7 separate regions of the Mus musculus genome follow, and regions 1, 2, 3, 4, 5 and 7 are each linked to region 6. The links are chromatin contacts, called in public promoter capture Hi-C maps. All regions are on one chromosome and are shown on one strand. The core of a region is the stretch at or near the end of the contact, and the rest is flanking DNA. Distances in the headings are between cores, read along the strand shown. Region 1 holds the start of Prpsap1 (phosphoribosyl pyrophosphate synthetase-associated protein 1). Region 2 holds the start of Sphk1 (sphingosine kinase 1). Region 3 holds the start of Foxj1 (forkhead box J1). Region 4 holds the start of Gaa (glucosidase, alpha, acid). Region 5 holds the start of Unk (unkempt family zinc finger). Region 6 holds the start of Birc5 (baculoviral IAP repeat-containing 5). Region 7 holds the start of Rnf213 (ring finger protein 213).

What was found. Promoter capture Hi-C pulls out the DNA fragments that hold promoters and counts their contacts.
Region 1: a contact with region 6 is called in a promoter capture Hi-C map of liver, with 4 times the contacts expected there. The contact joins the promoter of Prpsap1 here to the promoter of Birc5 in region 6. A contact is called at or near these places in 2 of 39 promoter capture datasets (liver and pre-B cells) and 1 of 115 datasets of contacts at active chromatin or transcription factors (astrocytes).
Region 2: a contact with region 6 is called in a promoter capture Hi-C map of liver, with 2.8 times the contacts expected there. The contact joins the promoter of Sphk1 here to the promoter of Birc5 in region 6. A contact is called at or near these places in 1 of 39 promoter capture datasets (liver), 2 of 115 datasets of contacts at active chromatin or transcription factors (astrocytes and pancreatic cancer cells) and 1 of 9 other capture datasets (liver).
Region 3: a contact with region 6 is called in a promoter capture Hi-C map of liver, with 5 times the contacts expected there. The contact joins the promoter of Foxj1 here to the promoter of Birc5 in region 6.
Region 4: a promoter capture Hi-C map of liver shows a contact between it and region 6, with 5 times the contacts expected there. The contact joins the promoter of Gaa here to the promoter of Birc5 in region 6. A contact is called at or near these places in 3 of 39 promoter capture datasets (cranial neural crest, liver and stem cell-derived epiblast-like cells).
Region 5: a promoter capture Hi-C map of liver shows a contact between it and region 6, with 2.6 times the contacts expected there. The contact joins the promoter of Unk here to the promoter of Birc5 in region 6. A contact is called at or near these places in 4 of 39 promoter capture datasets (erythroid cells, liver and pre-B cells) and 2 of 115 datasets of contacts at active chromatin or transcription factors (embryonic forebrain and pancreatic cancer cells).
Region 7: a promoter capture Hi-C map of liver shows a contact between it and region 6, with 3 times the contacts expected there. The contact joins the promoter of Rnf213 here to the promoter of Birc5 in region 6.

What each region holds. Positions count from the first base shown.
Region 1 is chr11:116,489,076-116,492,014 of GRCm38.p6, forward strand. It overlaps Prpsap1 (phosphoribosyl pyrophosphate synthetase-associated protein 1), which reads right to left and starts at 1,271. Exons shown (of 10, transcript NM_026364.1): 1 at 973-1,271. The coding sequence starts at 1,142.
Region 2 is chr11:116,531,051-116,533,750 of GRCm38.p6, forward strand. Sphk1 (sphingosine kinase 1) reads left to right here and starts at 1,401. Exons shown (of 6, transcript NM_025367.7): 1 at 1,401-2,318.
Region 3 is chr11:116,334,059-116,337,110 of GRCm38.p6, forward strand. Foxj1 (forkhead box J1) reads right to left here and starts at 1,296. Exons shown (of 3, transcript NM_008240.3): 1 at 1,160-1,296; 2 at 1-650. The coding sequence starts at 481. It overlaps Rnf157 (ring finger protein 157), which reads right to left. Exons shown (of 19, transcript NM_027258.1): 19 at 2,287-3,052.
Region 4 is chr11:119,266,434-119,269,416 of GRCm38.p6, forward strand. It overlaps Gaa (glucosidase, alpha, acid), which reads left to right and starts at 1,530. Exons shown (of 20, transcript NM_008064.4): 1 at 1,530-1,789.
Region 5 is chr11:116,028,866-116,031,796 of GRCm38.p6, forward strand. Unk (unkempt family zinc finger) reads left to right here and starts at 1,451. Exons shown (of 16, transcript NM_172569.4): 1 at 1,451-1,626. The coding sequence starts at 1,523.
Region 6 is chr11:117,847,788-117,850,487 of GRCm38.p6, forward strand. Birc5 (baculoviral IAP repeat-containing 5) reads left to right here and starts at 1,450. Exons shown (of 4, transcript NM_009689.2): 1 at 1,450-1,674; 2 at 1,967-2,076. The coding sequence starts at 1,564.
Region 7 is chr11:119,388,715-119,391,478 of GRCm38.p6, forward strand. It overlaps Rnf213 (ring finger protein 213), which reads left to right and starts at 1,385. Exons shown (of 68, transcript NM_001040005.3): 1 at 1,385-1,412. Mir1932 (microRNA 1932) reads left to right here and starts at 1,758; the gene lies at 1,758-1,847.

The DNA of each region.
Region 1 (2,939 bases), core at 21-2,520, 1.4 Mb before region 6:
AATGACTTTAAATGTTCAAAGTCAAGTCATTTACGCCAGGGAGTCCAAGTGCGCACCTGAACTGCCAGCATCGGAAAGGCCAAGGCCAGAAATATCACACCATTTAGAGTGTGACCAGGGTCATAAGACCTTATCTCAGAAACCAAAGCCCATGATGGGTGTGGTGTTCCCGCGGCAGAAGCAGGCAGATCTCCCGGCTTGAACTCTTGAGAGTGCAAGCCTCATCCATTCACTAAGTTCCAGGCCAGCAGGAGCTACGATAAAGCTCTGTCCCATAAAGGAGAAGAGAAACGATACATATTACTAAAAAGCTTATTTCACAAAGGGCCCTTAAGGCTCTTTATACCAGGGCTCTAGTTTTCTCCAAAATTGAAAAGGGGCCTTTAAGTAGACCGGTTATTATCAGCAGGGCACCGGGAGGCTCTGCTCTGCAGGATTCTTCTCCATGATTTCCGCAAAGTTCAGGCTCACGCTCCCATCCCTTCCCCATAGAAGCACCCACAGTTTGTAAGTAAGGTTTAAAAAAAAAAAAAAAAATCACGTCCTTCATCCATCCAGCATCGGTAACAACAAACAAGCCTGGAAAGACATCTCAGGGCCCCCACGGTCCCCTGAGGTCAGTGGTTAACACACGCACACACCCCTAAGCAAACACTTTTTTGTACAACTGATCCTACACACTTGTAATCGCGGCTCTCCCCCCGCCCAGCCCGAAGTACTTCTGAGTTCCCTTCTCCCTGACTGTCCTAACCCTTCGGTCTAGGATGGACCCACATCGCCTGTCGCTTTAGGGACGCCTGGAAATGGCGATGGTCAGATTCAGGGCAAGCGCAGGAAACCTCTCTAGGGTTAAGAGTGCGCCGCGGCCCTGGGACGGGGTTGGGGAGTCGGCCCAAACCTGCTGCTCCCGGGTGCAAAGGTGGAGGTGACGGGGAGAGGGGCTAGGGCCACCCCGGGGACCACCTCGCTTACTCAGTGATGCGCTTGGCCAGTTCCGTGCAGGCGGCCGTGGAGTTGGCCGAGAAGACTCGGTAGCCGGTGCGGGCTGCGTTCATGGCCGGCGAGGCGGCGGGCCGAGCCCGCGGGACACGCAGAGCAGAGCACGCGGACAGCGGGGGCAGCAGCAGCAGCTTCCTGGGCATCCTCCGGCCCGAGGCGCGGCTACAGCGGTCCGCGCGGGGCCGCAGAGGGACGAGGCGCGACACAGATGCGTCCGGATCTCCAAGCCGCACCGAAGGCGCAGCCGAGCGCCGCAGCCTCCTTCGGACCCCGCGGCAGGCCGCGCCCCTCCGCGACACCGAGTCGAGCAGCTAGAGCGTCCGCCCCCGCCGCCATCTCGGAAAAGGGCAGGGAGGTGGGCATGGCATGGAGAGCCTGTTCTGACACAGGCGCCGCTGACTCGCGTGTTCGCCTGAGTTTGAGTCTCCGGGGACAGGTATTTTAATGTCCACTATTCTGGGAGGTGCAGCCATGTTTAGTGGTACTTATAAATGTTTTCAAATTTACTGCCAGGAACTAAGATGTCCGCCCAGGGACCGGAGACAATCTAGCCTCACGCCTCTATGATGAACGAGCCTCCGGCGCTCCCCTCCACGCTTGCGCAGGCTGGGATTTATTTGAAAAGGGACAGCCGGCCCTTTCCCTTTTGCGGGCACTTAAACTAACTGCTCCAGAATCTGGACGTGGAGGCCTTCCCTAGACGTTATATCTGTGTCTGCACGTGAGGCAAGGTTGCACTCCTGCCCGTTGTTGTTCTCAGTTCTCCCACCCGTCCCCCTCAACCCCAGCCAGCCGCTCTGCCCGCATGAGTTCGCCTTGTGCAAATACAGAAGGCGCGTGTGTTCATTTACTTTTGTGTAAATAGATGAAGTCGTTCCAAAGAGACATTTGAGCCTCTCGATCTATCAGACTGTTTGAAAAACGGACCCCCAAAGAAGTAAAGATCTTCCCCCACCCACCTCAGGAATGTCATGCTGGGAGAAAAAAAAACGTGACTCCCAAAAACAGCTTTCACAGAGCTCCAGAGACTTCTCAGACCACCTTACAGGCTGAGGTTGAAGCCCATGCAAGGGCGTCTCAATGATGGTCGGGACCTTGCCCTGGAAGGGACGGCTTAGGTGGCAAATCCTCGGCCTTCTGCTTACATTTTTATCTCACTTCTGGACGGAGGACAGACTTGTGGACTTCTCTGGATTCCTCTGTTCCTCTTACCGATGTTGCTAGGTTTAATAAATCTCCCTTTTCTGCTTTCTGTTTTCAGTTCGACTTTTAATTTTAATTTTAATTTAATTTAATTTAATTTAATTTAATTTGGCTTTTCGAGTCAGGGTTTCTCTGTGTAGCCCTGGCTGTCCTGGAACTCGCTGTGTAGACCAGGCTGGACTCGAACTCAGAAATCTGCCTGAACATTGAGTCTTTCTGTGTCTGTGCACCGTGCATACACAGTGCCTGCAAAGGCCAGAAGAGGGTGTCAGATTCTCTGGAACTGTAGTTTGGAGTCAGTTGTGGGCTGCTGGGTCTTCAGGAACAGCAGCCAGTGCTCTTAACTGCTGAGCCATCCCTCCCGTGCCCAAGTTGCAATTTTAATTAACATATTGAAGAAGGTGGCCAGACCTGACTTGGACTCAGATTGTGAGCCCCAAGGTTGATTACACTAGACCTAATCAGGAAGGGCCGATAAGCTCTCTGGCCTCACCTCATAACCTGTTTCGCTAGGCCTTTTCCCTTCCTGCTCTTTAAGTAGCACATGGCAGGTACCCTCTTCAGTCTTCCTATTCTCTCAGTGTTATTCAAGGGCCAGACACCAGGGACCACCATAAAAGGGTGAAGCTTCAGTGTCTTGCACGGAATCACCAATTGCTGATACATATCTTATGCAAGGAAGGGACTTACAAAACACATTCATGACCTTGGCAACCTGAATCTGGACCATGACCCTC
Region 2 (2,700 bases), core at 151-2,650, 1.3 Mb before region 6:
CCGGCCCTGAGGCCCAAGTATAAAATGTCCTGCAGGCTGCTTCTGCTCTCTCCCACGGACTGAGTTTCCAGTCAACCTTGCTCCACGCTTGCCCTCAGAGTATGAGAAGTTCCAGCCCCAGGCCTCAAAGAAAAGCGAGACCCTGATCCAGGTCGGCATTTTGAGCGTAAATTTACACACAGCCCGATCTTTCCTTCCCCGTGCCTCAGTTTCTCCTCTTTAGTTGTTAATGACTTGCTTGTCGGGCTTGATAAACACTCCTTCCCAAACCGTGAGAGAGCAGAGGAGGGTGTTTCCTACAGTCTGGGCAGCCAGCCCCCCTCCAAGCTCAAAATCTCGGGGAGAATAGTTTCCTCCCTGAGTCTGCTAGATACCAACGCCAGATCTGGACCCTAGGTCTCTGGTAAGGGGAGGGGGCAGGGTAGACAAGGGAGCGAGTGGCAGAGAGCCTGGCTTCCCCGCAGAGCCCCCTCCTCCCACCGCGACTCGTGTCCCCGCAGCGCGTGACCACGGCACTGCGGCTGCAGAGCTGCAATCCTTCCTTGTCCGCGCTAGATTCCAGGGGTGTAAGGTGGGAAGCCGGGGATGGGGGTAGGTGCAGGACCAGATCTTGGTAGCCACGAGTCGCGGAACCGGGGGTGGGTGATGACGCCCTTGCTCCCTCCAAATCCTCATTTTTTTTTTTTTTTGGTTGGTTGGTTGTTTCCGGGAGTTTCTCCACCCGTGAGCGTGTCGCTGAGTCACCTTCTCGGAAGGCACTCGGGGCGTTCATGATCCGGTCAGGCTGTCCCGCGGCTGTACAGAGCCAAGGCATATATTGCAGTGACGCGTGCGGAACCGCAGGTCCAGCCTGTGCCCCTGGCCCTCCTGGGGACTCCTAAAATACTGAGAAACTCGGTCGGGGAACTCCAGGGTCCTCTGGGAGAGAAGCCACCTTCAAGGCGTGACCTAGTTCACTGCAATCCTTTCTTATCTGGGTTCGTTTTCCTCTTGGACTCGCCTCTTCTGGACTTTAAGAAGCGATGCGAAGATAGAGGTGGGTGGGGTCGCGCGGGGGCCGGTGTGGGCGCGCCAGTTCTCTGTAACCGGAGCTAAACCAATGCAGCTTCCTTGGGAGTTTGGTGTCTGTTTTTGGTGCTTGGTAGGATTTGGGAGCTTCTTTTTCCAAGTCTCCGCTAATAATCTTCCAAAAATTTAACTCCGGTTAGTCACGGACACCCTCAGGTCACTTGCCATGAAATATATCACTTACACAACTATGCGTCTTGTTTATCTCCACCGAAGCGCATACACCGGGGCACGTGTGCATTTTCACCCCGAGATCGCCCGAAGGGGTGGGGAGGTTGGGACCACGCCCCCATGCTAGCCTCTCCAATCCTGATGAGAGCCCCCATTGCCCTGTCCACACTGCTGGGTTCCTCCAGTCGGTGAGGATCGTGGATCCCGATCATCCGCGGCAGGCAGCATCTCAGGCCTTGATAGTGTTCCCTGGGGGGAAAGACTCCACCTTTGGAGGTTGCTGACGAGGTACTCTCATCTCGACTTCGTCCCCAAACCGGTTCAGCTTTCTCCTGAAAGGCGTGCCAGACTGCTTCGGGTTCGGCGTCTGAGTGAGCCAGCGGCTGCATCTGGAAGCTAAAAGTAAAGGCACCGCGGAGGAGCAGGGGAGGAAGAGAAGTTCGCGGGTGGCGGGTGACCCGACCCTGGCCCAGAGTCAGGACAGCACTAGGGTCTGGATGTGGAATTCAGGCTAGGTCTAAGCGACGCCAAAGAGGCGCTGCATCCCTACTGTGAACAGCAGTTTCGAGGTTCAGTAAGCGCAGACCCACGCGTACCCGAAGCCCGCTCGGATGCTGGGCGCCGGCATGTGGGCTGCGCCCTCGCTTTCGCGCTCCGCGGATGCGCTGCTTCAGGCCGGGCTCAGAACCCCACCTCTTGCGGACTTCCTAAGCTGTTCCTCCAGCACCGGGCGCACAATCGTATCCGGGGATCCTGCCCCTCATCTGCGCGTGGCCGAGCCCAGGCTGGCGGCGACTGTGTTCGGGGAGGTGCAGTGAGATCCCGGGCGGGTGGGGGACCAGAGCTGCGCGCAACTCTGGTTCCACCCCGAGAGCACAAGGAACGCGGGGCGTGGCCAGGCCGGCCCAGAGGCTCAGCGCCCTCCCCGGGCCGCCGTGAAATTGAGCAAAAAGTTTGAGACCGGAGGGGGGCGATCCCTTGGAGTCGGTGTCAGCCCAGTGCTTCAGTTGTCCCTCTGTCGCGGGTCTGAGTCGGAGAGGAGCTGCTTTCCGCCACTGGCCGCCCGTGGGACAGATTGGGTAGGGATCCCCTTTCCCCCGCGCGCGCCCTCCCGTAGTTGGCGGTGCCTTCGTGGGTCCGTGAAGGAGACGGCCCCACGCCTGCGCCTCAGTGCACACTCGCGCTCCGGCAGGGCAGACCATAGTTGTGGGTCCGCCCAGCACAGGCAGGCTTTTGCGGGACTTGGGCGCTGTTCTCACGAGTGCGGCACGCACCCCCACCCCCACCCTCTTGGAGACTCGGAGCTTCAGCGGCTTCGTAGTTCAGGCAGGGGACCGGGCGACTGCGCAGGTTGCGATGGGGTTCTTCGTCCCAGAGTACGCGCCTCTCAATGCCAGTTCTGGGAATTGTATGCAGTTGGATTCTCCACCAAGCCCGAAGGGTGAAGAGCCGGCCCGACGA
Region 3 (3,052 bases), core at 46-2,545, 1.5 Mb before region 6:
CATGGCGGAAGTAGCAGAAGTTGTCCGTGATCCACTTGTAGATGGCCGACAGAGTGATCTTGGTGGCCTTGCTGGCTTGCATGGCCATGCAGATGAGAGTGGCATAGGAGTAGGGTGGCTTCACGTGTGGGTTGGTGGCATAGTCCACGTCGTCAGGGGGCGGGGCCTGCAGCCCCGGGGGCGCGCTTCGAGATGTGCACGACGATGTGGGCTTGCCGGGTGTGTGCGGCTGCCCAAGGCAGGCAGGGTCTGCCGCCAGCGGTGACCCGGGCGCCACCAAGCCCGGCACTTGGTGGTAGCCGTGGGGGTCTGTGCCTCCTGGGGGAAGAGTGGGAGCCTTGGCGTTGAGAATGGAGAATTCCTGCAGCCATTGCAGGCTGGTCAGGCTGTCATCCAGGGCGTCCGGCTCCTCCATGCCGCCCTCCGGCCCGGCTTCCTCTCCGGGACCCGCTCCGCAGAGGCGCAGCCAGCTCTCCGCCATGTCTGCGGGGACTCTCCGAAGGGGCGGTCAACATCCACAGGCTGAGCCGGAGTGGCCCGCCGCGCTCTCTGGCCCGCTGGTAACCCAGACTCCAGTTACACAGTCTCCAGAACACTCACTTCCATTCTGCGACCCAGGGGGTCGCCTCCTCCGAACACGAATGTGAGGCCTGCGGGAGCACCACGGAACTGAACACTCTTCCCCTACCCCGAGAGGAAAGAGGCGCCTTAGGGGGGGAGCCCCTCACATTCATCCCCGCAGCCTGTGGCGAGGTCAGGGAAACACAGGACCCTGGTCTGATCCTGCGTCTCCACCTCTCTCCATCTGCCCTTGAAGGGTTTGTTGGCCACAATGAGGGAAGAGGGTAGGAAGGCCCAAACTAACTCTTTTCCCCAAAGAGTGGGAAACTAAGATCACATCCCAATAGTCCAGGGGGGTCAGTACGACGCGGCTGGGGCAAAGTAGGTCATCTGATCCTTGAAAAGAGGTGTTAGGATGAAGGGTCTCGGGAAAGGAAGGTCACAGGACCGAGTTATGGAGGAGCAGGAAGCGATCTCCCGAACTCCTCAGATTTCATTTTCGTGGCCCCACTACTTCTGTGGGCGACCGATGGACTGGATAGCCAGCAGGTCCCGACGCCCTCCCATCCCGTGGTCCACAGCCCTCCCAGTCCCTTACCTGGCTCAGAGCGCAGCCAGCCAGAGGAAGGTTCTGGAAGAAGTTCCTCCCACCTCCCGCGGTTCTCTGTCCCCAGCTCGAGGGCTGTGCTGGCGCCCCTCTTCGCGCCCCCCCCCCTCGCCCGACGGCGCTTCTCTGAGCGCCGACGGCCCGGGGACCGGCATTAAGTAGACGCTCGGAAGGCTTCTTCTGCTGCCATGGCGACGCCCCGCCCCCATAAACAGCTTCCGCTGCTGTCATTGGCCAGTACGTCTCCAAGGAGACCGCGGGCCCTTGCAGCTCCTCTGGCGGCAACTCTCTGGAACTCTCTGGTTCTGCCGCCCTCTCCCGCGCCACCCAGCCCCCTACCCGCCACCGAGATCCGACTCTGTGCATTCCCGCCCGAGGGCCCCGCGCTGGGTCTCACGGCGGGTGCTCGGCTCCCGCTCGAGGCCCCGGGAACCCCTCCCCCAACGCGTCGGGTTTGACCGCTGAGGGGACCCAGCCCCGGATTCTGCAGACCAAGTCTCGGGGAACCGTGCCCTTGAAGTCTTTGCCCTCACCGGGCTGCCAGTGGCCTTTGTCTGGTTTCTGGGGCCTTTCCCTGGTCCCCGAGTGTCTTCTCTGGTGCCCACAGGCAAGTTTGACTCTCTGATGCCACCTGTCGCTTATAATCCGCAGAAACGGCCACACAGCTCGCAGACACACCGAGGCGGGTAGGGTAACCCAGCGTCTCCCGGTAAGCAGCTCGCCCACTCACCCTGCTCAAGTTCCCGGAAGCTGGCATTCCAGGGGCATCTGCGGAGGTGCTGCCCTTTCAGACAGTCTAGGAAGCAGAGCCAGCCGGCAAAAAACAGAAAAGCCCTGGGCCTGCAAGATTCTCAAAGAGGTCATTTGTTCTACTGATTTAGCCAGGAACTGGTTAAGTGATGGGAACTACTAAGCATAAGGGATTCTGGGCCCTAGCTTTCCCTATTGCCATCAGCTTTGGGGTTCTTTAATAATTGACGAGCTGCAGGATTGGAAGTGATCGGGTTTAAGGCAGATGCAGAAGCAGGTAGGGCAGTCAGGAATGGAGCTGGCCTTGTACCCAGGTCTGCAGAAATACTAAAAAGAGCCTGAGCCACTGACTGAAACGAATACGTTCACAAACGAATTCACGTTGTAATTAATGGCTCCCTTGCCCCTGTAAACAGTTTTATTCACTTTTAAGAATCATGCAGCAATCCATAAATATTGCATCTTGATGTCCCCACTGTAATGTGCCTATAAGTGTACTCCATGAATGTGAGGGGTACACAGATGGCACATACAGAGCACACGCACGCACACACACACATACACACACACATACACACAGGTGTTCAGGCCCTAAAACAAAGTGTGCAGCCAGCACGCCAACACCAGATGGACAGGACTAGTTCCCCAGTGGGATGGATGGCTTAGGGTTTGAGTCTGTGCCTGGCAGATGTCACAGGGGATAGACACTCTGGTGGGATGAAATTAGGTAAAGCAAAAAGGCTCTTTGAGGAGGCCAAGATCTGGGCAGTACCAAGCATGGAAAGGTGCAGATACTGTGTGATGAGGAGCCAACGGCACCAGGAGAACATGCCTGACTCTGTACATTTGAGCCCCAAGAAAGGGATGGTTCCCAAATGGACTGGGTTGTGTGGCAGCTGACAGTGGGCCACCCTGTGAATGGGCTATTTCTGCTTGCCAAGAAGTAAAAGGGCAGAGTGAGGGGCGGAATGAGCAAGGCAGAGCAAAGGGTATGCTAACCTGGGTGCCTGGATTATGGAATTCAGGCTGAGCACTTGTGAAGGGAGACGGAAGGGCTGATTATAATGGCTTTTTCGAGGGTTCCTGGCCACTGTGGCTACTGTTTACCCGAATCTCCTTCATCTCAGCTTCTTC
Region 4 (2,983 bases), core at 280-2,779, 1.4 Mb after region 6:
GGGTTTAGTTGGTGTGGCCACTTTGGGAGGTAAAACAGATGGGAATGGAACAAATTGGGGGCGGGGGTGTGTCCTGGTGTGAGCTCTAACTCTGAATAGGGCAGAAGAGCTGTGTAGCCAAGCATGCTTGGTCACGGGACGCTCCTGTCTGTTAGGAGACCTCTGCAGAGCAGGGGTTTCCCTGTCGGACCCCAGAATAGGCACAAGCCACCAGGAACAAAGGTGAAGAACAGCAGCAAATGACTCGGCAGGTGTAAGGGGGGATGGGCGGGCCCAAGACAGGGTCTCTGTGTACCGTTGGCTATCCTGGAACTCACTCTGTATGTACACCAGGCTGTCCTGAAAATCAGAGCTCCACTTGCTTCTGCCTCACAGTGCTGGGATCAAAGGCGTGTGCTGCCATTGTTGGCTGCTGGTGTCATTTTTAAGAAGAGAGAAGGGGCCGGGCGTGGTGGCGCACGCCTTTAATCCCAGCACCCGGGAGGCAGAGGCAGGCGGATTTCTGAGTTCGAGGCCAGCCTGGTCTACACAGAGAAACCCTGTCTCAAAAAACCACACAAAAAAAAAAAAAAAAAAAAAAGAAGAGAGAAGGGGAGGCCTGTGTTAGGATGGGCTAGCATGCGGTGGTAAGGTTTGGTTTGGTGTATTAATTACATGAACCAAAGGGGGCTTCGGATTGCTGGACTTCAATACTTTAACAGCTGGCCCCTGGCAGTCAGCCTTAGGCGGAGGAAGTGGCCAAATAAGGGAAGAGACCTTGATGGCTAGCTTTAGGAATGTAATCTAATGTTTGTTTGTTTTGTTTTGTTTTGTTTTTCTTTAGCAAGGCAGAGGGAATGGGCACAAGGGAAAGATTGCCAGAGCCAAGCTCAGCACATTCAAGCTGGCCAGAGTCCATCCACCTTCCCTCGCTGGCCAGTCCTCTTGGCTCTCATTATCCTGCCTGCACACACTGTGCTCCGACAAGCTGCCAGAGCTGAGGACACCGTCTTCTCAGGCCTTTCTCCTCTCCCAGCATGGGATGGGGAGGGGGGCGTTGAATTTCTTGGTGTACATTGTTTCAAAAGTTTGACAGCCAGAGGCACAAATGCCCCTCCACCCCCCAGTGGTCCCAGCAGTACAGGAGAGTCAGGGCCTTGCACATGGTAGGCCAGTGCTCTACCCCTATCTACATCCGGCCTGCCAACTTTGGTTTTTGAAACAGAGTTTCACCAGGTGTCGTATGCTGGCCTCAAATTGTCAATCTTTCTTGCTGCTGCTTCCCGAGTGCTGGGATCACATGCCTGCACTACTACCCCGGGCTTCTGGCTCAATGTATGACCTGCATCATACTTATATCAAATGCCCCGGATCATTTACTGTTTCACCATCGTAGGTTTTCTGTGCGATCACGTGTTTGACTCTGACTCCAGGTCTGGGCTGGTTTAATCTACTGGAGCTTTTGCAACGCGATGACGTCCTATGGCTGCCATTCCAACACCTGCGCTCACTGTCGCCCTCAGCCACTAGGGGGCGCAGCGATAACACTCACACGGACTCCGCCGCCTACGCAGGAGGTCGTGTGACGAGGTCCGCGCGGACGAGCCCCGCCCACAGACCACGTGACCCACGCTGCCCGCTGAGCCTGGGGGTCTTCGGCCTGGAGGGTGATTGCGCAGGTGAGCTGGGCGAGCTGGTGAAGGCTGTCTCCGGCCCCAGAGCCTCCGGAGGAGCGGCCTCCTCCAGGCAGGCAGGGCCGACTGTCAGCGAGTTCCTGCTTTGGAGAATCGAGCAGAGACACGCGGCATAGGTGAGACCCCCGACCCAGGCAGCCACGGACGGTGACCTTAGTAAGACAGCAGGCTCCGGTAAAGTCCGGGATTCTAGTTCGTGCCCGCAGTACCAGGCGGGCAAAGCTCTGTGTGTATGTGACGCAGGGGGAAACTGAGGCACAGAGAAACCGAGAACCTTCACTTTGACCTCCCGTGTCTGACAGGTTGGATTTGGACACGCCTGTGCCTGGTGACGCAGCGATCCAGCTGCTTTCCAGAAAGCAAGCTTGAGGTCACCAGGTCAGCCGTGGCCTCTGAGTTCAGTTCCTTCCCATGTTTTTTTCTCTAAATTGTGGCTGAGAGAACGGGCCTCAGCTGCCTGCTCCCAGTTTCTGGGACTTTGTTCTAATGCGTGTGTTTCTGAGTTGCGCCCTGCGGCCTCCTTGGAGGGTCCTGGAAAATGCAGATTCCCACCCTGCCCCGCAGAATTTGAGCCTGCGAGTGTCCTTAGATGCTGAATCATGGTCAGTGTCACTTACGTCTGGAAGGGCCAGGTGGAGCTGGGCCTTACTCGGCAGTAAAGACAAAATGGGTCTCTGGTCTTCGAGCCAGATCCACACACTGGATCTTTCTGTGGCTCATTATGGTGGCTCATTATGGCCGCTGGGCACCTGAAAGACCAAGGCGTGATTGGAGGGTAGGAAACTGCAGCCTACGCAAGCACTCCAACTCCCTCAAGATGCTGGAGAATCACTCACCATGGTAACGGATTTCAGTCATGCCTACGTAACCGAAGGCCCACAGAACTGAACAGAGCTGGCTGTGGTCTCCAATGCCAGAAAGCCCAGCGTGTAGGAGATGGTGGCAGGGACCCAAGCCATCCCTGGCTTCATAGCAAGTTAAGGCAAGCCTGGGCTACTGCAGACCCTGTCTCAACATGGCAGCCACGTGGGTTCAGAGACCATCCCAGTTGATCAACACATTTGAGTGTTGGGAGCCTGGGAGCCACTCCCAACCGTTCTCCACCCATTTCTTCATTCTGGCTGTTCTTGAGTTACAGCTTTCAAAACCAACCAACCAGTAAATATAAGTGAAGTGCTTTTCTGAGTTCTGTGAGATAGTCTAGTGAATTGCCAAACTTGGTGCATGGTGTAGGGGTCCTCGGAACCACCATGGTCTATAGGCAGTCCATCAGAGAGGTATGGCGGCAACCTGGGGCTTACTGGCATCTA
Region 5 (2,931 bases), core at 201-2,700, 1.8 Mb before region 6:
CAGGCAAGTCTATGTAAATTCAAGTCTAGCCTGATCTACATATCAAGTTTCAAGCCTGCTGGGGCTACATAAGTAAGATCCTGCCTCAAAACCACAAACATGTACTCACAAACCAAAAATAAAAAAGAATTTGATATAGATTGAACATAGAAAACAAGGTCAAATGGGAAGTATTACATATCTATGATGGACATTTTTATTATTTTATTATTATTCGTGGAGTGGGTTCTCTCCTACCACCTGTACATCAGTCCCAGAGATCCCACTTGGGTTTGCAGCCTAGGGAAGCAAGCACCTTTACCCCTACTCATCTCCAACCTGTTGTTGTTTGGTTGTTCTTGTTCGGGTTTTTAGACAGACTGACAGCTCTGGCTGACCTAGAACTACCAACGGATGCCACCAGGCTTTGAATTCAGAGATCCACCTTCCGTTGCTTCCTGAGTGCTGGGACCGAGATACATGCCACCGTGTTGGTTTTTGAGATAGGGTTTTAGTACATAGCCTAGCTTGGCCTGGAACTTGTGACTTTCCTCCCTCAGGATGTACCCCTATATCCAGCCTGTAGAAAGTCATTTCATAAAACCATATTCCTAAATGTGAGGCAATTGCCTTGCATTTCCCCGGAACAGAAAGGTTTTTTTCCAGAAAAGGGAACTAGAATGGACTAGAACATTTTTTTTTCCTCAGCCCCTGGCCCTTCTCATGTAGTCTATCACTATACTTCTCAACAATTTACCAAAGTGCCTAAGAGACTACTCTAGATAGAGATTAGGTTCTCCCTTGGACCTTAACCTACTGGAAACAAGGTATTTGGGCCAACCACTGAGTTCAGAAGGAGCCCAAGTGGAGGGGTTCCAGGTTTCAGGGTTGATAAATGTTAATGATGCCCAGGAACAATATGGTGTATTGTAATTTTTAAAAACAAAACAAAGCAACAACAATAAAAAGCTTCTTCAAACTGTCTGCTAGCCTGCATACTTTCTCTGGTGATTTACAGGTTACTATATTATGAAAATATTGGCTGACTAGCTTGCTGGCTCCGAGGCAATGCTCTAGACTGACTTTAGAAACGGTGCGCCAACTGTACTGGTAGGGAGGCAAGGCAATTACTGCACTGCATTTGGAACATTCTCCGTGGAGTTGTTTCAGGCCTCCCTAACTGGTTCCTTGCTCTCCGGAGGATCCAGTTTAAAGGTAGAGTTCACCTCCGACCACACTGACAATGCTCAGGTAATAGTTAAGAGTGACTAGACTACAATTACCACAAGGCATTGCGGATCCTCAGCATCCGGGACACCGTCCGCAAAGATCTCTGGGTATTGTGGTCTTGCACTTTAGCAGCGACACTGTGCCAACGGTAAAATTTCACCGGAAAGGAGGACCACAACTCCCAGCAACCTTTGCTGCTGTGCGGGGGGTCTTCACGTTCTCGTGGCGCGGCGCAGGCGCTGTGGGTCTTCGGCGCGGACCGCGCAGACTGAATAATAAAAGGGGAGCGGCGAAGAGGCAGGAAGACAGGACCATGTCGAAGGGCCCCGGGCCCGGCGGCTCGGCAGCTTCCTCGGCGCCCCCGGCCGCTACCGCTCAGGTGCTGCAGGCACAGCCCGAGAAACCGCAGCACTACACGTACGTAGAGCCCCCCCCGCCGCGCGCGCACGCCTGACGTCAGCGGCCAGCGTGAGTCACGCGCGCAGGGAGAGCGCGAGGCTGTCCCCCCCCCCCTTCCTCCGGCTCGGCCCAGACCGGTTCCAACCTGCTGGGACCGGTCCCAGCTTACTTCAACTGTCACCAACCTCTGGTCGGGCAGTGGGGCGGGAAACTCGGTCCCAGCCTCCGAGTCGGAAAGGCAGGAGCGCGGGTCCCGAATCCACACTTCTCAGGCCAGGCCTCAGAGGCCTGACGGTCTCAGACATAAAACCCGACAAGTCCACGACATGACAAGTGGAAGTCTGTACCAACCAGCACGAGACCTGTCTAGAAATGACTGTTTGCTTGAAGTCTCGGGAGGAGACTCTGTGCACCGGAGGCCTTTTGTATCTTTAAGGCCTGTTAGATTGTCCACGAGGATCACCCATGCTTGAATTCCCTTAAACAGTCAAACGTGCAGAAATGGGCTCACTCCGTGCAGGCTGTACTGTCTAGCTTGAGTCAGCGACATCCGGGGTGTTAATGGTTGCAGACCCCTTCAGCATCGGGCAGGCAAGGGAGCCTCATCGTAACTGGCCTAAATGAGATTGCCACAATGTAAAAACTGCATGTGTACAAGCTTAGGTCCCTGCCTTCCTTGCTGTCATGTCACAGTAGGCCTAGGTTCTGTGAGACAAAGGCCAATGCTGTAGTTCCTCTTGTAAAGCCCTGTTGGTTTCCGTTCCCTGCTGTGTGCCAGGAGTGTCCCTACTGGGTGCCTGAGTGATGGGCCAGTTTAGGAGATCCCAACCTGTGGAAATGTCAGAACCCGAGAGATTGAACAACACTCCAGCGTCCAGCCAGGAGCTGGCAGCATCCGAACTAAAGTCAGGCAGAAGCAGCTCTGGTTCAACACTTTTGGGAGTTGGGACAGGGGAACATTGGTTATAGAAAATGTATTGGTTTCTTCAAATGACTAGTGTTGGCTGACGTCATCCAAACTTGACTGTAACTCAGGTTAGCCTTTCAAGTATGGTGGTCATCAGTTGGTCCTTTCTTACTGGAGTTCTCTCTCACTCTGCAACCTTGCCATTGCTTTTGATAAGAAGGTCTAACATCAGAATAACATCACTTATCTGGTCACACACAAAAATTTGTAAACTTAGTGGAACTGTGAAAAACATCTACATTTGTTTATTTGTATGTGAGTCTGTGGGAACACTCACGCAGCGCCACATGCAGGTGTGGAGGTCAAAACAGTCTGAAGGAATTGGTTCTCTCCTTTTACCTGGAGGGTTCCAGGCA
Region 6 (2,700 bases), core at 200-2,699:
AATATTTGACAAACTGCAACAACAGTAACCAGGAGCAGCAGGTGGAGCAGCAGCAGGGTCGGGGAGCAGGAGCAGCAGCAAGCAGTGGGAGCACGGGGAACAGCAGGGGGAGGAGCAGCCTCTTCAGAGCACCCCTGTCTCTCTCAGGGCTCAAGGCATTTATACCCTCTAAAGACTTCCCAGAATTCCAAACAATAAACGCTCTCCTGAAGTTGGCAAAAATCACACCCTTGCGCAAGGCAAACCCTAATTATTTGCTGGGAAGCCACCTCTTACTCCACACCTGGGATTAAAACAAAAACACATTCATAAAACATAACTGGGCTTTTAGAGAAACTCAAATTCTCACTACAGGGAAGAGTCCTATCTGAACCGGGCCATGAGAGAGGAGAGGAAGAGATGAGAGAGGGAAGAGGACCAAGAGAGAAGTGGAAAGTTTCAGACCAAGGGAGCAAGCTGTAGAAATGGCTGGTCTATACAGGGAAGAGAAGCTCAAACGCTGGACTGGTGAGGTTTAGGATAGGGGCAGGGTGAGAAGAGCTGGGGGGAGCCACAGGAATTGATACTTGATCCATGTTTCTTCGGGACGTGACAAAACCCCTCTTGTTCCAGCTGCCTATGTGGTATGATCTGTTCTTCCTCACAATCTGTGAGGTGGCCTGGAGCTCATTGGAGGCCCACTGGCAGGAAGCCTACTGAGATTTATTGAAAAGGAAACCGAATTATCAGGGCACTCGTTTGCAACGCCAACCTGGGCTGTGTTCGGGGCATGCCCAGCCTGCTGTCTGCAGTGTGAAGCTCTTTAGAAGCCACTGCAACCACAGGCCGCCCGACAGGAACAGAGACACTGAAAACGGGCCCGCAGCAAGGCAGGCTCAGCAGCCAACAGTCACACCCAGGAAGCAGTATTTTTCTTCTGCTCCTGGACTCTCTTGCGGTGTATGGCTGCTTCCCTTTGGTCTGAGCCAGGCCGATGGTCTCAGAAATAGACACCCATTGACTTTCTTTTCCAGCGCTGGGACATACAGACCCCGCCTCCATCCCAGGGTGTCTATAGGAAGGATGGCGGCTGCTGCAGGGAGGAGGGTCTCCTGTCTTCCTAAGGGCGCCCCTCCACCAGCCTGTGGGTGGGTCCGAGGCACTTCCATTCCGATATCTAGCTGGCCAAATCCTGCAAACCTTGAGGCAGGAAGAACCTGCAGAGCACATGGGACTTGCAGCGGACATGCTTTAAAGAGGTGCCCCAGGCCCGTCCACCGCCCTCGGCCACCCTCCGTGTCCTCTGGGGAGCAGCTGCGGAAGATTCGAGTCAGAATAGCAAGAAGGAACCGCAGCAGAAGGTACAACTCCCAGCATGCCCTGCGCCCGCCACGCCCACAAGGCCAGGCGCAGATGGGCGTGGGGCGGGACTTTCCCGGCTCGCCTCGCGCCGTCCACTCCCAGAAGGCAGCGGGCGAGGGCGTGGGGCCGGGGCTCTCCCGGCATGCTCTGCGGCGCGCCTCCGCCCGCGCGATTTGAATCCTGCGTTTGAGTCGTCTTGGCGGAGGTTGTGGTGACGCCATCATGGGAGCTCCGGCGCTGCCCCAGATCTGGCAGCTGTACCTCAAGAACTACCGCATCGCCACCTTCAAGAACTGGCCCTTCCTGGAGGACTGCGCCTGCACCCCAGAGCGAGTGAGTCCCAGCTTCCAGCGACTCCACCCTGGGCCCGACGGTGCCTTAGTTGTGTGACCCGGGATCAGAACCCGCTATCCCCACCCTCGCTTCGTACTGTTAGCCAGGCTGCTTTGCTCTGCTCTGTCCTCCACGAGGCCACCCCCCCCCCCCGCTCTCCCCACCCTCTGCCTGAACCACTGTTAGCCTCCGGGCCTCTTCCCACTGTCCTCAGTTCTCGGCCCGGAACGATCTCTGGGAATCATGGGATAAGGTCAGACTGTTGATCCCGCTCACGAGCTGTCATTTTCAGATGGCGGAGGCTGGCTTCATCCACTGCCCTACCGAGAACGAGCCTGATTTGGCCCAGTGTTTTTTCTGCTTTAAGGAATTGGAAGGCTGGGAACCCGATGACAACCCGATGTAAGTCCCACAGGCTACTCTCGGTGGGTTTCCTGGTGTTCCCCTTCCATTGAGAGCCTTTTGGGTTGAACTGGAGTTGGGACAAACCATTTGTATTTAGTAGAAGAGCATGCTTCTTGCTCAAGTGTTCCAGTTATACAGCTCAGACTAGTCTTGAATTCTCAATTTCTGCCTTGGTTTCCTGAGTGTTGCCAACATGCATGGTTTTGCCTGAGGTTTTTTTGTTGTGTTTTGTTTTTGTTTTAAAACAGGGTTTGTCTGTGCAGCCTTGGCTGTCCTGGAACTCACTCTGTAGACCAGGCTGGCCTCGAACTCAGAAATCCGCCTGCCTCTGCCTCCCAAGTGCTGGGATTAAAGGCGTGCAGCACCACTGCCCAACCAAATTTTTAAATATGTTATTATTACTTAATTTATATTTCTATTTGTGTATGTTTGGATGTGGGTGTCATGGTGGATGTTGGTGTCAAGACAGCTTGGGGGGATAACTTCTCTCTTATTGTGTTGGTCCCTGGAATTGAGCTCAGGTGAGCAGGTTTGGCAGCAAGCATCCTCACCTGGGCCATTTCAGTGGCCCCTGTTTGGTTTCAGACCCCAGGAGTAGGAACTGAGGTGCTTATTCTACAT
Region 7 (2,764 bases), core at 135-2,634, 1.5 Mb after region 6:
GATAGAGGCAGGGCACAGAGCCTGTGGCTGAGAGCTCACATCTGGATCTGAAAGCAGAGAGTATACTGGGCGTGGAATGGGCTTTTAAAACCTCAAAGCTGCCCCCAGTGACAAACCTCCTGTGGAAAAGGCCACACCTCCTACTTCTTCCCAAACAGTTCAATCAACAGGGGACCAAGTATTTGGACATATCAGCCCATGGAAGCCATTCTCACTCAACCCCACCACCCCCAGAGGAGGGAGGGAACCCATTAAGTGTAAAGAATGACCATAAGGAACAAACTAAGCCACAGGCGGTTCCAGAAGACTGTCTTTGGAGCTCCACTTGCATGCTGTGGCTCTAATACAACAACATAAATAAGTGCAATTAAAAAAAAAACTTTAAAAATCTGGGAAGATGAGGGTCTGGCCCCGAGGTGCATAGGAGGAAGACTTTGAGAGAGCTGCATGGAGGTTTGGGAACCGAGATCAGTTGGTACAGTGCTTGCTGAGCATCCAGAAGCCCTGGGTTCCATTCCAACATAAGACCAGCCATGGTGGTATGCACATGTAGCCCCAGCCCTTAAAACACAGGCAGGAAGTCGGGCGTGGTGGCGCACACCCTTAATCCCAGCACTCGGGAGGCAGAGGTAGGCAGATTTCTGAGTTCGAGGCCAGCCTGGTCTACAAAGTGAGTTCCAGGACAGCCAGAGAAACCCTGTCTCAAAAAACCAAACCAAATCAAACCCAAACCAACCAACCAACCAAACAAAAAGACACAGGTAGGAGGATCAGAAGTCCAGGGCCATCCTCAGATACTGTGGTACTTTAAACAAGAATGGCTCCCATAGGCTCAAGATATTTGAGTGCTTGGTCTCCCCACACTTGCTAATACTTAGTTAAAAAGCTTTGGGGGCAAAGGACATGACTGAGACTCACAGATGAGAAAGTGCAAGCACACAGTGTGGCCGTCCACTAGCAATGACTACTGCTAGCGGCTTTTGGTGGACTTCGATGTGATGGGTTGCCATCACTTCTTTGCCATCACTCTACTTTGCATGCACGCAACCTGTAGGTGAACACTCTTGCTGTCCTCCAGGTCCTTCTGTGGGTGGCTTCAGCTTGGCTAAATCCTGGATACTGTCCAAGGTGCTGGATGTCTGGGGCTAGAGGTTTGAACCTATCAATGGTCACCCATTCAGGGCGGTCCGTCCTGGTTGGGGGAGAATGTGCAACCCTGGTGCAAGAGCCAGTGAGATTTCGAAGGCCGTGGGCACGCAGCGGCTGTAGTCGCTCTGGACAAGCGAGCTAGGCCGGCGCCACCAGGCGGGGAATTCCAGCAAGGCTGTGCGCCAAGGAGGCGGAGGGGCGGCGCCGGCCCCGTGACCCCTCATCGAAGCGCGCCAGTCCGCGCGGGCGCATGGGCACTGCAGGTGCGAGCGAGGGGCTTCGGGGTTCCAGGATCTGGTGCTGGGCTAGGAGCGGGATGCAAGTCCAGGGGCAGTGACGCGAGGCCTAGGGTGCGGGATGTGGGTCTCAGGGACGCGCAGGGACCGGGGTGCAAGGTCCCGTTGGGCAGGGCGCGGGTGTTTCGGGCCAAGGGTCCACGGGGCGACATGCGGAGCTCTGGATGCTGTTTCATTGGGTGCCGGTCCTGCTAGGGAAGAGTGGGCCGGCGGCTCATGGCCCCTGTGGTCACAGTCCCTGAATGGTGCCTGCGTCCTGATGCGCCGGCGCCCAGCGGCCACTTCCTTCATGTTCCAAGTTTCGGTTTCACTGCAGGCAGCCGGTCCAGCCTGGCCCTGAGTCTCCGACCCCATTAACTCTCGGGTTGCGGACAGCGCTAGGTCGGCCCTGCTCCCCAGCAACACCCAGGAAGGTCGGGGACCCCCAACCTACACAACCCCGTGTCCTCGCGTAAAGCGGTCCCAGGCTCCGCCCCGGAATCTGCTCTCACCAACTGCAGCAGAACTTTTGCGAGCCAGATGTCTGCCCTCACCAACTGAAGCCAGAACTTTTTCGTGCCAGGCGTCTGTGCCCAGGGCGCTGATCTTACCTAGGTCAAAGCCGGGAGCCTCCCCTGTCCCCGAAGCTGCAGCGAGAGGTGCGCTCGCTCGCAATGGGCTAGCCCAAACCCATCTGCTTTTTTCTTAGTCTAGCCCGGGCGGGGGGTGGAGGGGAGGCACGGGAAGGGTCCTCTAGCTGGTGGAAAGGAGAGGCGGTGCCGCTGGCCGCTCACTTGTGCAAGGCTGCCTCTAGTCCGGGCTTCGCAGTTTCCAGGGGGGGAGGCACGGGAAGGGTCCTCTAGCTGGTGGAAAGGAGAGGCGGTGCCGCTGGCCGCTTACTTGTGCAAGGCTGCCTCTAGTCCAGGCTTCTCAGTTTCCTGAGCAGCACTAGAGAACTGACTTAGGTGGTGTTGGCTTTGGGCACACCAACCGAAAATTGTAGTAGGAGATAACCTGCCACCCCGTGGTGTGTTTCAGTTTGTTCTGTGAGACTCATGGTTTGAGAAGCAGAACTTTCTTTCTCCTCCTCCGCCCCCCCATTTTGTTTTTGTTATTGTTGTTTGTTTGTTTGTTTTTTTGGCCTTCAAGACCCGGTTTCTTTATAGCCCCTGCCTGACGTGGAACTCACTCTGTAGACCAGGCTGGCCTCGAACTCACAGATCTGTCCTGCTCGGCCTCCCCAGATTAAAGGCATGCACCACCACTACCCACGAAAAGCAGAGCTTTCTTAAAAGAAATTTACATCTCTCAAGAGAGGACAGAGGGCTGAGGCAGACCAC